Regions from separate parts of the Mus musculus genome. Here region 2 is linked to region 1. A link is a contact called in public Hi-C data. All regions are on one chromosome and are shown on one strand. The core of a region is the stretch at or near the end of the contact, and the rest is flanking DNA. Distances in the headings are between cores, read along the strand shown. Region 1 has its middle 23 kb from the start of Dld. Region 2 overlaps Cog5 (component of oligomeric golgi complex 5).

Region 1 (5,994 bases), core at 3,372-5,871:
ATGATGATGGTGATAATGCAAATGCTTTCATTGAAGAGTATCAGAAAAATTAGAAAAAAACTTACAAATCATGTGTCTGGTTCAGAAAAAGTGCTTAAAAACAGAATCTCTCCTTCCATGCCTATCATATCTGTGGGTGCTTGTCAGACAGGTTAGTTGAAGTGTTTACCAAATGAATCCTAAGTCACTTGACTTGAGTCTCTCTTTGCAAGTGTTCTGTATTGAGTCTTCTACAAAGGATTAAGGAGGTGGCTGTGAAGAGTGAGGCCTTCGGGGCTTCTAAAGATGGGTGTGTTTACACTGTGACTCCGAGCCGCTGGTGGAATTCTGCAGACACTGGCCATGGCCCGCACAGTGACCCTGGTGCCGACACCATCAGCCCATCACTTCTGGTAATAAAGTAGGAGACTTCTGCTTTTATAAGATTAAGCTGCTATTTGAAGCTCTTGAGCCTGATAAGTGATTAATGCCAACATCATAGCCAGGGTTTCAGCTTCCAAGCACGGCCATTTTTTTTTTTTTTTTTTTTTTTTTTTTTTTGTGGAATTTGAAGCAACACAATTACACTGTTGGTCGGCTCAATCAATTGAAAGAGCCAATCTGACTACCCCCTCAGCAAAGCGGAGATAAGAGGAGCTGGGGAACTGAAGTGTGTCTCTCATGCCATTTCCTGCCAGCTTAAGAAGGATTGCCTCTTCACAGTCTTTGTCCTGGCAGAATTAAAGCTCTCCAAGTGGAAAAGGCACTTGAGGGTAAATACCTTGAAAATGTGTGTGATTTTCCCCATTCACTATGCTTCATCTGATGTTCCAGTGAAGTGGTTCTCCCTAGCCACCGAGACACTGCAAGGAAAAATGAAGTTAAATTGATCAAAACATTAGGGTCACATAAGTAAATAAATGGATGTTGAGACTGGAAGATCATTGTTATGCACAGGATTAATGGAACTAGAGATAATGTAGAAAAATGGAAGTCTCAGAAAAACTATAGGAGGCTGGAAGAGACGGCTCAGTGATTGAGAGTACTTGCTGCTCCTGCAAAGCATCCCATTTCCAGCACCAGCATGGCAGACAACGACTGTCTGTAACTCTAGTTCCAGAGGATCTGACATTCTGATCTCTGTGGACATGCCATGCGCTTGGTACCCATACATGGATGCATGCAAAATGCTCATACAAATGATGGTGGCGGTGATGATGGTGATGGTGATCATTTCTAAAGGAGAAAAGTTATTATGTTCTTGACATGACAGGGTTTAAAGAGGAACAAAGGAGCATGTTTGAAAGGTAACTAGATGTAACTGGATGTAACTGGATGTAACTAGATTAAATGGAGGCAATGTCAGAGCTATAACTACTGTAGAAACACCACTATTCTTGGGGCTATTAAGTGGGTTTTCTAATGTAGAACTTCTGAATGACCGGTCTTAATGAAAGTGGGGGTTTGGATTGCAGGTGACTGCCACGATGCCCAGACCTTTATGTGGGTGTTAAGACCCAAATTCAGTTCCTCATGCTTGCTCAGCAAGGACTTCACCAAGTGTTCCATTTCACCCAGTCCCTTTGATGTCTATGTCTCTGAAGGAATTTCCTTAGAATGTCTAACTAAATATATTCCTATTTAATTATTTTCTGTAAGTGCACTAGCCAATTATTTATTTTTTAATTTTTAAAGGTGTACTCATCATACTTTATATGAGTAGATGTCTTCCCTGCATGTGTATATATGTGCACCGTGCCTGTTAGACTCCCTGCAACTGGAGTTATGAATGGTTGTAAGCCACCCTATGGGTGCTGGGACTTAAACAAGAGCAATAAGTACTCTGAGCCTCTGAAATATCTCTCCAGCCCTGCCAATTCATTTTTTAGCTTATCTTTTTGCTTCGTTTTGTAGGTTGGTTGGTTTATTTATTTATTTAGAGATGGAGGCTTACTATGTAGCCATAGCTGGTCTGTTTACTACATAGAACAGGCTGGCCTCAGATCTGAGTAGTCTACTTGCCTCTGTCTTTCAAATGCTGGGATCACAGGTGTGAGCCAGCATGCCTTTTTTTTTTTTTTTTTTTTTTTTTTTTTTTTTTTTGTCCTTTGAGTTTGTCTTTTAAGAAGGCAATTATAACCTGCCCGGAAACAATGAAGTTCTAACCCACAGTAGTAAGTAACAGAGTAGCATGTAGTAGCCACGGTGTGTACAGTACTACACAGAATGTTGGGAAGAATTTGCAATTTTGTTGCTCTTTTTACTCTTTGGAGAGTAATTTAAAATATACTTCAAAGAGACAAACTAGCATAATGGTCCCCCTGCACCTCTTGTCCAGTGTCAACAATGACTACATTGTGGCCAGTATTTCTTCAACTTGTCACTTTTGGGTGAAATTCCAGTCATCAAACCCTTCGTCCATAAGTAGTTCAGGATACAACTACAAAGAGGAGAGTTTTGAACCAGACATTAAAAAAATGAATTTAATAAGGCATTGTGTAAATTTTAAGATTTGTTTTATAATAACATTACAATGTTCTTCAAATATACCAAGCAGTGTCTTCACAAGCCACAGAGGTGAGAGTGCCATCCAGTACTTAATGGCTGAAGAAAGCTTGGGATGTAAGAGAATCTTCTCCATTTGTGTTCTTTTAAAGAAGTGGAAAATACACAGAAACAGAAACATGAATACTTGCAGTGTGTAGCTGACTGCCATGAAAGGTGGAGAAAACCCTGTGAGGGACATCGGTAAGATGATCCACAGTAACCCCATGAAAATTTCCTAGGCTCTGTAATGCATCAAAATTCCAAAAAGAAAGTCACTTCAAGAGCCTGTGAAAGAAGACTGCCAGAAACGTCAAGGGCTCACAAACGCCCAGCGTCCTTTTTGTTTATATGGTTGTGATATAATATAACCAGCAGAGGGCAGCAGTGCAGCAGTAACAGCAGCATCTGTGTAACCCTGGCTCCGCCCAGTATCAATCCCGCCTTCATTCCTGACAGCTCACACCGGTCATCAGGCCTTTCTCCTCTGACCACTCCAAAGGTGAGTTTGGAAGCACAGAGGAGTAAAGGTGTCTCAAGGATACTGTTTCTCAAAGGATGTCTCATCCCACCCTCCAGTGGATTGTGGTTGAAAACTCAGTTAAAATGATAGGTTTTGCTGTCTCAGAAATGTTGATTACATGTTAAAATAATAACATTGTATTTAATTGGTTAAAAAAAAATCAATCTCTCTCTTGCACACATGCACACACACACACACACACATCTTGCTGTGTAGCCTTCTCATAATCCTCCTGCCTAAGCCTCCCAAACGCTGTGTAGTGATTACATGTGTGAAAACACACCCAAGACCCCGTTCCTTTTTTACTTTTTAAAAAAACACATGACTGTTAGAATATAATTTATATATGTTGCCTTTATCTGTCTGCACGTCAGTGGCTATCAATTTATCTGTATTGGACATCTCTGCTCTGAAAACTACGGATGAGGTAGGCTGACTTCTTGACAGGCTTCAAATTGGCAGTTCAGGAGACTAGGCCTAAATCTTTGTTACTACGAACTGGGCAAGTCTGGGCAAGTCCAGGCCCTGCCCCCTGGCCTGAGGCAAGGACAAAGGGTCAGCCGCAGTTTCCAGACTTCCTCAGCAACAGTTTCCAGTCCCCCACCCCCACCCCAGCAATGGGTTCTGGAATGTCTCTAGAGATAGAGCCAACGATTAAGATAGAGGTCACCTACCCCTCCCCAGAATTCCCCTAATATGCTTTAAGTCTGGACTGGAAGCTTACTGGGGCACCTCCATCATGGTAGATGGTAGACCCCAGCATGCAGATGTCTGCAGAATAAAACACTCTCTGCTTTTGCATACTATTTGAGTCTGGGGTATGATTCTTTGGTGAGTCATGGACCCTTACATGGGTAGGGCTTGATACTCAAGCGTGGCCACAGTCGTTAGTTCACAGACTTACATCACAGGAAGGAGGGGGGAGGAGAAGGAAGAGGAGGAGGAGGAGGGAGAGGAGAAGGAGGAGGAGGAGAAAGAGATGAAGACTTTAGATGCTCAAGTGGACACAGAGATAAGACATTGCACTGTTTTACTCCAAGTACATTAGAATAGATCAAATAAAAAGGAATTTAGAGCCAATCAAAATAAAGAAGCAGCTTCGGAATGACTCAGAGTCCTCAAGGAAGCCATGCTTGTGCTTGGCTCTACCCCTGCATGCTTCAGGTCTAACTAGCTAACATATATTGTTTTGCACACAAAAAAATTGGGGGGTGGGGGTGGGCGTGGAATCTCTATTAGCTGCAACAAAAAGACTTCTGACTAGTACACCTTGGCATTGATGGAGTGGCAAACAAATAGTTAAAAACAGAGGGAGCGAGGCTGGGAAACAAATAGTTAAAAACAGGAAGCGAGGCTGGGAAACAAATAGTTAAAAACAGAGGGAGCGAGGCTAGGAAAGAAATAGTTAAAAACAGAGGAAGCGAGGCTGGGAAAGAAATAGTTAAAAACAGAGGAAGCGAGGCTGGGAAACAAATAGTTAAAAACAGAGGCAGCAAGGCTGGGAAAAGGCTTAGCTGGTAAAGGGCTTGCCCGGCAGGCGTGGGGACCTCAGTTTCAATCTCCAGCATCCTTGTAAATAAACCTCACTACCGCAGCACACACCGTAATCCCAGCATAGGGAGGTAGAGGGAGCTCCCTGTCCCGCCAAAATAAGCAAAACAAACGAGTTGTAGGTTCAGCGAGAGATTCCCGTCCCTTCCTGAAGAAGACATTTGACACCAACCTCTGGCTTCCCTATACACCCCCCCACACACATGCGCCTGCATACACACATGCATAAATAAGGAAATTACTGTTCAAATGGATGAAAGCTAAGTGGCAAGGATACATTAACATGCTATTTGGTGATAAATAGATCAGCTAAGGTTTGCTCAAAGAAAGAAGCGGGCATCCTGTGGTTGTTTGATTGTCTTGGGTAGCCCTGGAATGTTCGCTCTGCCTGTTTCTCTGGCTTGGGATCAACAAGAAAGAGTATTTCCTTATCTCTTTCCCTCAAGAGGATTGCTTTTCAGAGTTTCTCTTATCTTAAAAGGATGAATTCTTGAAGTACCTAAATCAGAGTGTTGAGTGTTTGAACTATATTAACATCTATGAAATCGGAGAAGAGACTGTGCGACCATTCGACCATTCGACCACGCAAGGTAAAGGTCAGTGCTTGAGGCACTAGGGAGTAAATAAGAGAAAACTGAGCATGTTCTCAGCTTCCTGGCTCGGGATCCTTAGACTTAGGAAAGACTAGAAGAGTCGACACAGTGGGGGCAGGTGTCTGGGTTGAGGCTCACAAGCCGTTTGTGTATTCTCTTAGTGGATGAGGGTACTCCCAAAGCGTCTCTTGTCACTTCTTTGTCCTACCCACAATATGACTTCATGAAACCCTCGGGCTCTGGAGCTCACCAGGCAAGAGTCTCCACCTCATCTGCTGTGGATGCACTTCCTGATCTCCCAGAATGCTCAGCCACTGCTCCACTCAAAGCAGCTCCTCCCACAACAGTGGCGTGTTTGGATGCAGGGCCACGAAGCCAGTCTCCTTTGTAGCGAAGCACCCGAAGCGCATTGCTTTGTGGGTATCTGTGTGCGGGAGAATAAGCACGCCACACGGGCAGAGCTCTTTTTCCTCCTCCGTGTACCCATTGCATTCATCTTCCTCCTCCGTTTTCTATTGATAGCCAGTTCTTCTCAAGTTTCTTCAAGCTCAGTGATGGGAATAGTTACCCTTGTCCCTGGTGTACCTTAACCACTGCCCTTATTTCCCACAACTCTTCTCCAAGCCAGCCAGTCCTATGTGTTTTGCCTCCTTGAAACCTGCCCTCTTTCTCAGATGACCACTGGTTTCATACATAAAGCCCTGTCCCCTGAGCTACCTACTGTCTTTTGTTTCCTAATTCTGCCTTCTGAGTGTCAGTCCGCTTTAGTGGGCTTGTCTAATCCTTGTTATGCTGGTTGGGCGG
Region 2 (5,943 bases), core at 997-3,496, 520 kb after region 1:
TGCTGCTGATTTTGCACAGGTAAATTGATGCATTGTTCCAAGGGAACTAATGTTTGAGCCTCACTGTTATGTATTAAGTAAACATCAGTGTCTTAACTATTCATGTAGCTAAAGAGAAAAGAAAACCCACCTGAAACTAATTCACTACAAAAAAGAGTTTTAAAATATTGTACCAAATACTATTTTGTTTTTCTTTCTTTCTTTCTTTCTCTTTCTTTCTTTCTTTCTTTCTTTCTTCCTTTCTTTCTTTCTTTCTTTCTTTCTTTCTTTCTTTCTTTCTTTCTTTCTTTCTTTCTTTCTCTCTCTCTCTCTCTCTCTCTCTCTCTCTCTCTTTCTTTCTTTCTTTCTCTCTTTCTTTTTTTCTTTTTTTTAATTTCTGGAAGCTTTTAATTTATTCCCTCCCAAAAGACCAACTGCAATCAAAGGGGGTGAAAGGTCAAGATCTTATTGTCTTCATAACAAAATTGGCTTAAAACTGGATCACTTGGCCCTTTCTCTTCTTGTCGCTTCCCAGTTCAAAATGCTTGCATCTCTTAACAGCCAGCATCCTCTTAGATCTGCAGTTGGGCTCAACACACTCCAGTCTCAGCACAATCTTCTTTGTAGTTTTAGCCTTTTTGCGGAAAATAGGCTTGGTCTGCCCACCGTAGCCACTCTGTTTCCTGTCATAGCGCCGCTTTCCCTGGGCATACAAAGAACCCTGCCCTTCTTGTACTGTGTCACCTTGTGGGGTGGGTGCTTCCCACATTTCTTGCAGAATATCCAGCAGGTCTTAGGCACATTCACTATGTTCAAAGGAGCGCTATCAGCTCACACACACACACACACACACACACACACAAATGCTGTTTTTCTTTTTAACAAAATTAAAAATCATCTTTGATTGTTCAAGATTAAGGCAAAGTATCTTATGTCACAATAAAGCAACACTTTGTATTATTTCTATTTTCTCATCTCCCTAAAGCCAATAATAATCATTGGTTTACTTGGCTCAAAATAATGTACGCAATGAGCTGATGTTGTAAACAGCAGGAATGGAGCCATGGAGCCGCGTGCTATCCTGAGAAGAACAACCCTAGCCCGGATAGTGAGCAGTGAGCGTCTGTGTTCAGTGAGAGACAGGCAGGGTGCCTGAAGATACTGCCTGATTATATGGGTTCTTCACTAAGTGCAGTACTGTTTTGCCCCTGTGGCTAGCCTTAAAATTACCTGCAACTACCCGAGTCTTCCTCCTACCCCTTCAGGAATCAGAAGCAGAGAAAAGGCCCTAAGCACCCAGTGTCTTCAGAAGCAGATGACTCAGGGGTGAATCCAGTTCTTAACCCTTTCAAAGCTGTTAGCTTTACTAATCTCAGTAGTCATTCATGGGAGTCTCCATTGCAGTCTGCCCGGTCGTCCTTGGACATACAGATAATTACTCCTGTCAGCACTGAGTCCCTGTGTGTCTGAGAGCATGCCCTGGGCCTCCTGCTCAGGGTCATGGCTGCCAGGTGCTCCCACCCTGCAGCATACTTAAGGCCCAAACCTGGCTTTCAAAAGCTCCTTGCTTGTAATTGATCAAGCAGTTATTTTCATTCCGCAAATGAGGCTGTGAAACTACACAAAATAAACCTTCCTTTGGAAAAGATACCTTTAATAGGTACATGTGAGAAAAGAAATTAAATGCTCCCATTCAAATGGTTTAACCTTGTCCATTTTTGTCACCTTCCTTCTCTCTGAATAATGACTTATGGAGGCAGTTGTGTCCGTGTGTCCAAGGACCTGTCTTACTCCTTAAAAATATCTCTGATAGGTCTGTCTCCTGGCCCTCTCCTAGGTTTTGTTTGTCTCCTCTCCTCCTCCTCTGCGGCTCCCTCCCCCACCAGCTTATTTGCATTCTTCTCCAGCTGGTCCTTGAGTCACTTTCCTGGAGGCAGCACTTCAAGTCCAATTAGAATGGCAGCTGAGCAGGAGATGGCCAGAGTGAGTGCCATAGGAGAGGGAGGCTTGCTTATTGTAATGATGTGTTCTCTTGAAAGATGGCAGCCCCCCACTGCAGCTAACCCTGGCTCACAGTGCACAGCCTCCAGTGGTGGGGTGAGCTGCAGCACTCAGAATTGTATCTCCATCCCCCACCCCCTTTCTTTTTAAAGACATAGTACCTTCTGAAGCCATTTCCTCCTCAGGATAAATGAAACTCTGTTACTTATGTTTGACAGATTCTTGTGTTTAGAAATGGTGTTTTCTCTGTGCTGAGTGGACTTTATAGCAGTGCTGTAGGGTTTAGTTGTGGAGGCTCAGCCCCTGCACCTACCCTTGGTTTGCTGCTCCACAGTGTGACCCAGTTTAACAAGATCCTACCATTCCTCTTAGCCTGGCTCAGGAAAGACACGTTGAAGCGTGGCGTTTGCGTCCAGTAGTATTAGCAAACCCTTCCCGGGTGTTAGGTCAGAATCAGGACTCCACTGTTTTTCTAATTAAACTTTGAACTGGGGTTTTGATTTCACTAGATCAAAACTGTAATTGTGTGTGAACCCCAGCTTTCAGAGTCCCGTTTGGTTGGAAATGTTTTGTCTGGATTAGTCAAAACTCTCAAATAACATTTCCCTGAAATGTGTCTGCTTCACAGGCAGCCATTGGGGACCAGAGCCTTTTAACTGGCGAGTAACTGAAAGGTCTGTCGATTTGTAATCACAATTAAACCAGGCCACTGAGGTTACTGGGCTCCAAAGCACAGGGTTCTCTGTGTCTTTGCAAAGGGTTCCTGTGATGAAAGTCCCTGCTGTTTGGCTGAAAGCAGAGCTCAAGAAAAGGCCAACAGAAGGAATTTGGGTAGATTTTGACATGAAGTTTAGCAGTAAAGACAATAAGTGAAGCGTCATAAGGACTCTTGAAACAATCCTGACCTCCACAGGGCGCCAGTGCAGAGAAAAGGTAGTTGCAGGCTGCCATCTGGAGGGCTCTTACTGAGGGAAGTGCGCGGCATAGGTCCCCTAAGAATTAGGTCATGAGCATGAGGTGGCTTCCTACAGGTAATTAATTTCCTGCTGGGACCACATTGCCTCTTTGTCTACACTAATCACACAGCAGTTCAAAAAGCCCTGAGCTTGTCCACGCCCGCAGGGTTCTGCCTAGTCCCACTCAGGGCAGACATGCCCACTGTCTGCTGAAGCGCCATCCCCCTGTGCCTCACTCAGCTCTCTTTTTTCCTCCGAGGAAAAGAACAGATATTGAAGTTGGAATTAAATCCTTTACTGATGCTCCTAGCAGTTTCTATTCATACATTTTCTGGTGCCCTTTAAGGATACATTTTTATCTTTCCCACACTGCCTCAAAAGTGTGAGTTAGGAAGGAAAGCAAACCACTGTTGGTTCTGACTCCTCTTGCCTTTTTTCTCTTGTCCATTGTCAGTGTACGAACACCCCTGAAACATGTAGGTGTGTCCGGTGGCTGACCACGTGCCTGGTGGGTACTGAGTAGCAGCCAGGTGGGGCAGCAGCCCAGAGGCCTACCACCGTGTGTCCATCTGTAACCCCGCAGACTCCTCCAGCACAGAACTCCGCCTTCAAGCATGGACTTCAGTGTTTAAAGGGAAATGACTTTTCAGTCCCTCGGGGGTCATTATAGATTAAAAATTTATCTGAAAGATTTAGCCTTTGAAATCTGTCTGTGTCATCACAGAGCTCACAGTCATTTGAGGCGATAATCTTTCATACAGGAACTTTTCCATAGCTATTTAATTGTTTTAACATTTAGTCTTACTCCAGGCTAGGTCAAAGGCTGTTTGGGTTGATCTTTGAATGAATCACAAGGGTAATAGGAAGAAAAAGATGACCAAAATATGTCATAGAAATTACATCACAGAATATGTGCTTGGAAACCCGTATATGCACACCACAGTTATTGGTGGGATAGACTTAGCCAATCAGAAGCTTGTGCCGATTACGTAGTTACTTGTGTTCAGTGCAGAGCAACTGTTCGATTCTGATGGAGACCAGAACTCCCAACAAGGCCCGAAGACTAGCCCATCAGCCCTGACCTGGGTTTGAGAACAGTGGTCCCCAGCTGTTCTTATCTTGTCAGCAAGAACACTGGCATTTTCTTCTTTAAATTTTTATTTCTTTAGCCTTTGTATTTTAGAGTTTTCTAATCATGTAAGATTTTCCCCTTAAGACTTAGTGTTTATTCTGAATGTTGGTGTTTATTTTGAGTCTTTAGTACCAGAAGATTGGCACTGACCTAACACAAAAGCATCACAAGGAGGCTGCCCTGCGCGTCTCAGAACCCGCTGCAGGCCTCTCGGTGTGCTCTCATGGCCTAGTAACAAGTCTGTGGACTTCTGTATGCGTACTGTATCTATTTCAGCAGTACAACTAACATTTAACAACATTATAAAGCTATTTGGGCATGGATATTTGTGTGTTCATGTACACATTTATACATGGTCTATGATCTTGTTGAATAGTTACATTAAAAAAAAACCCTCACTAAATATGAGAATTCTTAAAAGAGAGACAATCTCCTTCTAATTCCCTGCCTCATGCTCACATATAACGTGGCACCTGGCTGTGAGTCGGGAGTAGAACTTGCTGCCCAAATGACGATTGATTAAGCGTCTGGGGCCCCCATTGGCAAGGAGTGTTGAGTGCTGTTTCATGAGGGCGCTGATCCAGTGACTTGCTTCCCTGTGTGTTTCTTAAATAAAGACACTGCACTATTGGGGAATAATTTGCCCTCAGCCGCTTTCTAACCTTGTCTTTATATGGAGCACATTTTTAGTGAGCTTGGAGGACCAGTTTCCTCTGTGTACCAGAAATGGCAAACAATTTGCCTGAGCATGCGGTAGATAAAGAACCAGGAGCCATTAATGTCAAGTAGAGTTTCCAGTCAAAGCAGGAAAATAAAAGGAAGTGAAACCAACATTTGCTAATTTCTTGCATGGGGACAGATTATATTAATTATAATTAATAATATATTAATTATATTAATAGTTTAAATAAGAAAAAATTAAATACTGATAATTTTAGAACTTTTAAAGACCTATTTTGTTTTCGTTTTATGTGTTTGAGCATTTGCCTTCATGTATATATATGCTCCATCTGCGTGTCTGCGGAAGGAACACAGAAGGGGTCACCAGATCCCTGGCAGTGGAGTTACAAGCAGTTGTGAGCCACCATGTGGGTGCTGAGAACTAAACCCTGCTCCTCTTCAAGAGTCCTTAACCCCTGAGCCATGTGTCAGCACCAGCTTAGCACTGAGTACTTCTGTGTCATGCAAGCAGAGTCTATACATGTAGCTTCTGTAATTATACCAAGCACGTATTATCATCTCCACCTGACTTACGACTGAGCTAAGACTAGGTCACCTTATAGTGACTATAGTTTAGAATTCTGCCACTTACATGGCACTGAAATCTTGAGAGCTAAACTTTATAGTCACTTGGACCATACTGACTGGTAAGAATCGTCATTGGTTCTACTGACTTTGGAGACTTGCAGTGCCTATATAGAATACAGAGCATAGTCTAGAAAGCTTTTTTTCTCGATATTTCAACTAAGACAGTGTCTTAGATAGGGTTTCACTGCTGTGAACAGACACCATGACCAAGGTAAGTCTTATAAAGGACAACATATATTTGGAGCTAGCTTACAGGTTCAGAGGTTCAGTCATTATCTTCACTGTGGGAAGCATGGCAGCATCCAGGCAGGCATGGTGCAGGCGGAGCTGAGAGTTCTACAACTTCATCTGAAGGCGGCTAGTGGAAGACTGGCATCTAGGCAGCTAGGATGAGAGTCTTAAAGCACACACCCACAGTGACACATCTACTCCAAGGCCACACCTACTCCAACAAGATCACAGGTTTTATTTATTTATTTTTTTTTATTTTTTTTTATAAAGAATTTAGACTGACCAATTCAGAGTCTGCCATTTATTTATTTATTTATTTATTTATTTATTTATTTA

Evidence for each region. Hi-C and Micro-C count contacts between places; a contact is called where the count stands out from the background.
Region 2: a Hi-C map of the N1E-115 cell line shows a contact between it and region 1, with 5 times the contacts expected there. The contact joins two enhancer-like sites. A contact is called at or near these places in 3 of 484 Hi-C or Micro-C datasets (the N1E-115 cell line, cortical neurons and gonadal supporting cells) and 1 of 115 datasets of contacts at active chromatin or transcription factors (embryonic basal ganglia).

The regions. Positions count from the first base shown.
Region 1 is chr12:31,371,865-31,377,858 of GRCm38.p6, forward strand. No RefSeq gene overlaps it. Among named protein-coding and RNA genes, the nearest start is that of Dld, 23 kb to the left of the region's middle. Within about 2 kb of position 4,622, at least 52 of the 459 cell types and tissues checked have an H3K27ac peak or open chromatin away from gene starts, as enhancers often do. A contact at or near this core is called in the N1E-115 cell line, where this site is marked.
Region 2 is chr12:31,894,190-31,900,132 of GRCm38.p6, forward strand. Cog5 (component of oligomeric golgi complex 5) reads left to right here. Exons shown (of 23, transcript NM_001163126.1): 18 at 1-19. It also overlaps the pseudogene Gm35666. Among named protein-coding and RNA genes, the nearest start is that of Hbp1, 53 kb to the right of the region's middle. Within about 2 kb of position 2,247, at least 109 of the 459 cell types and tissues checked have an H3K27ac peak or open chromatin away from gene starts, as enhancers often do. A contact at or near this core is called in the N1E-115 cell line, where this site is marked.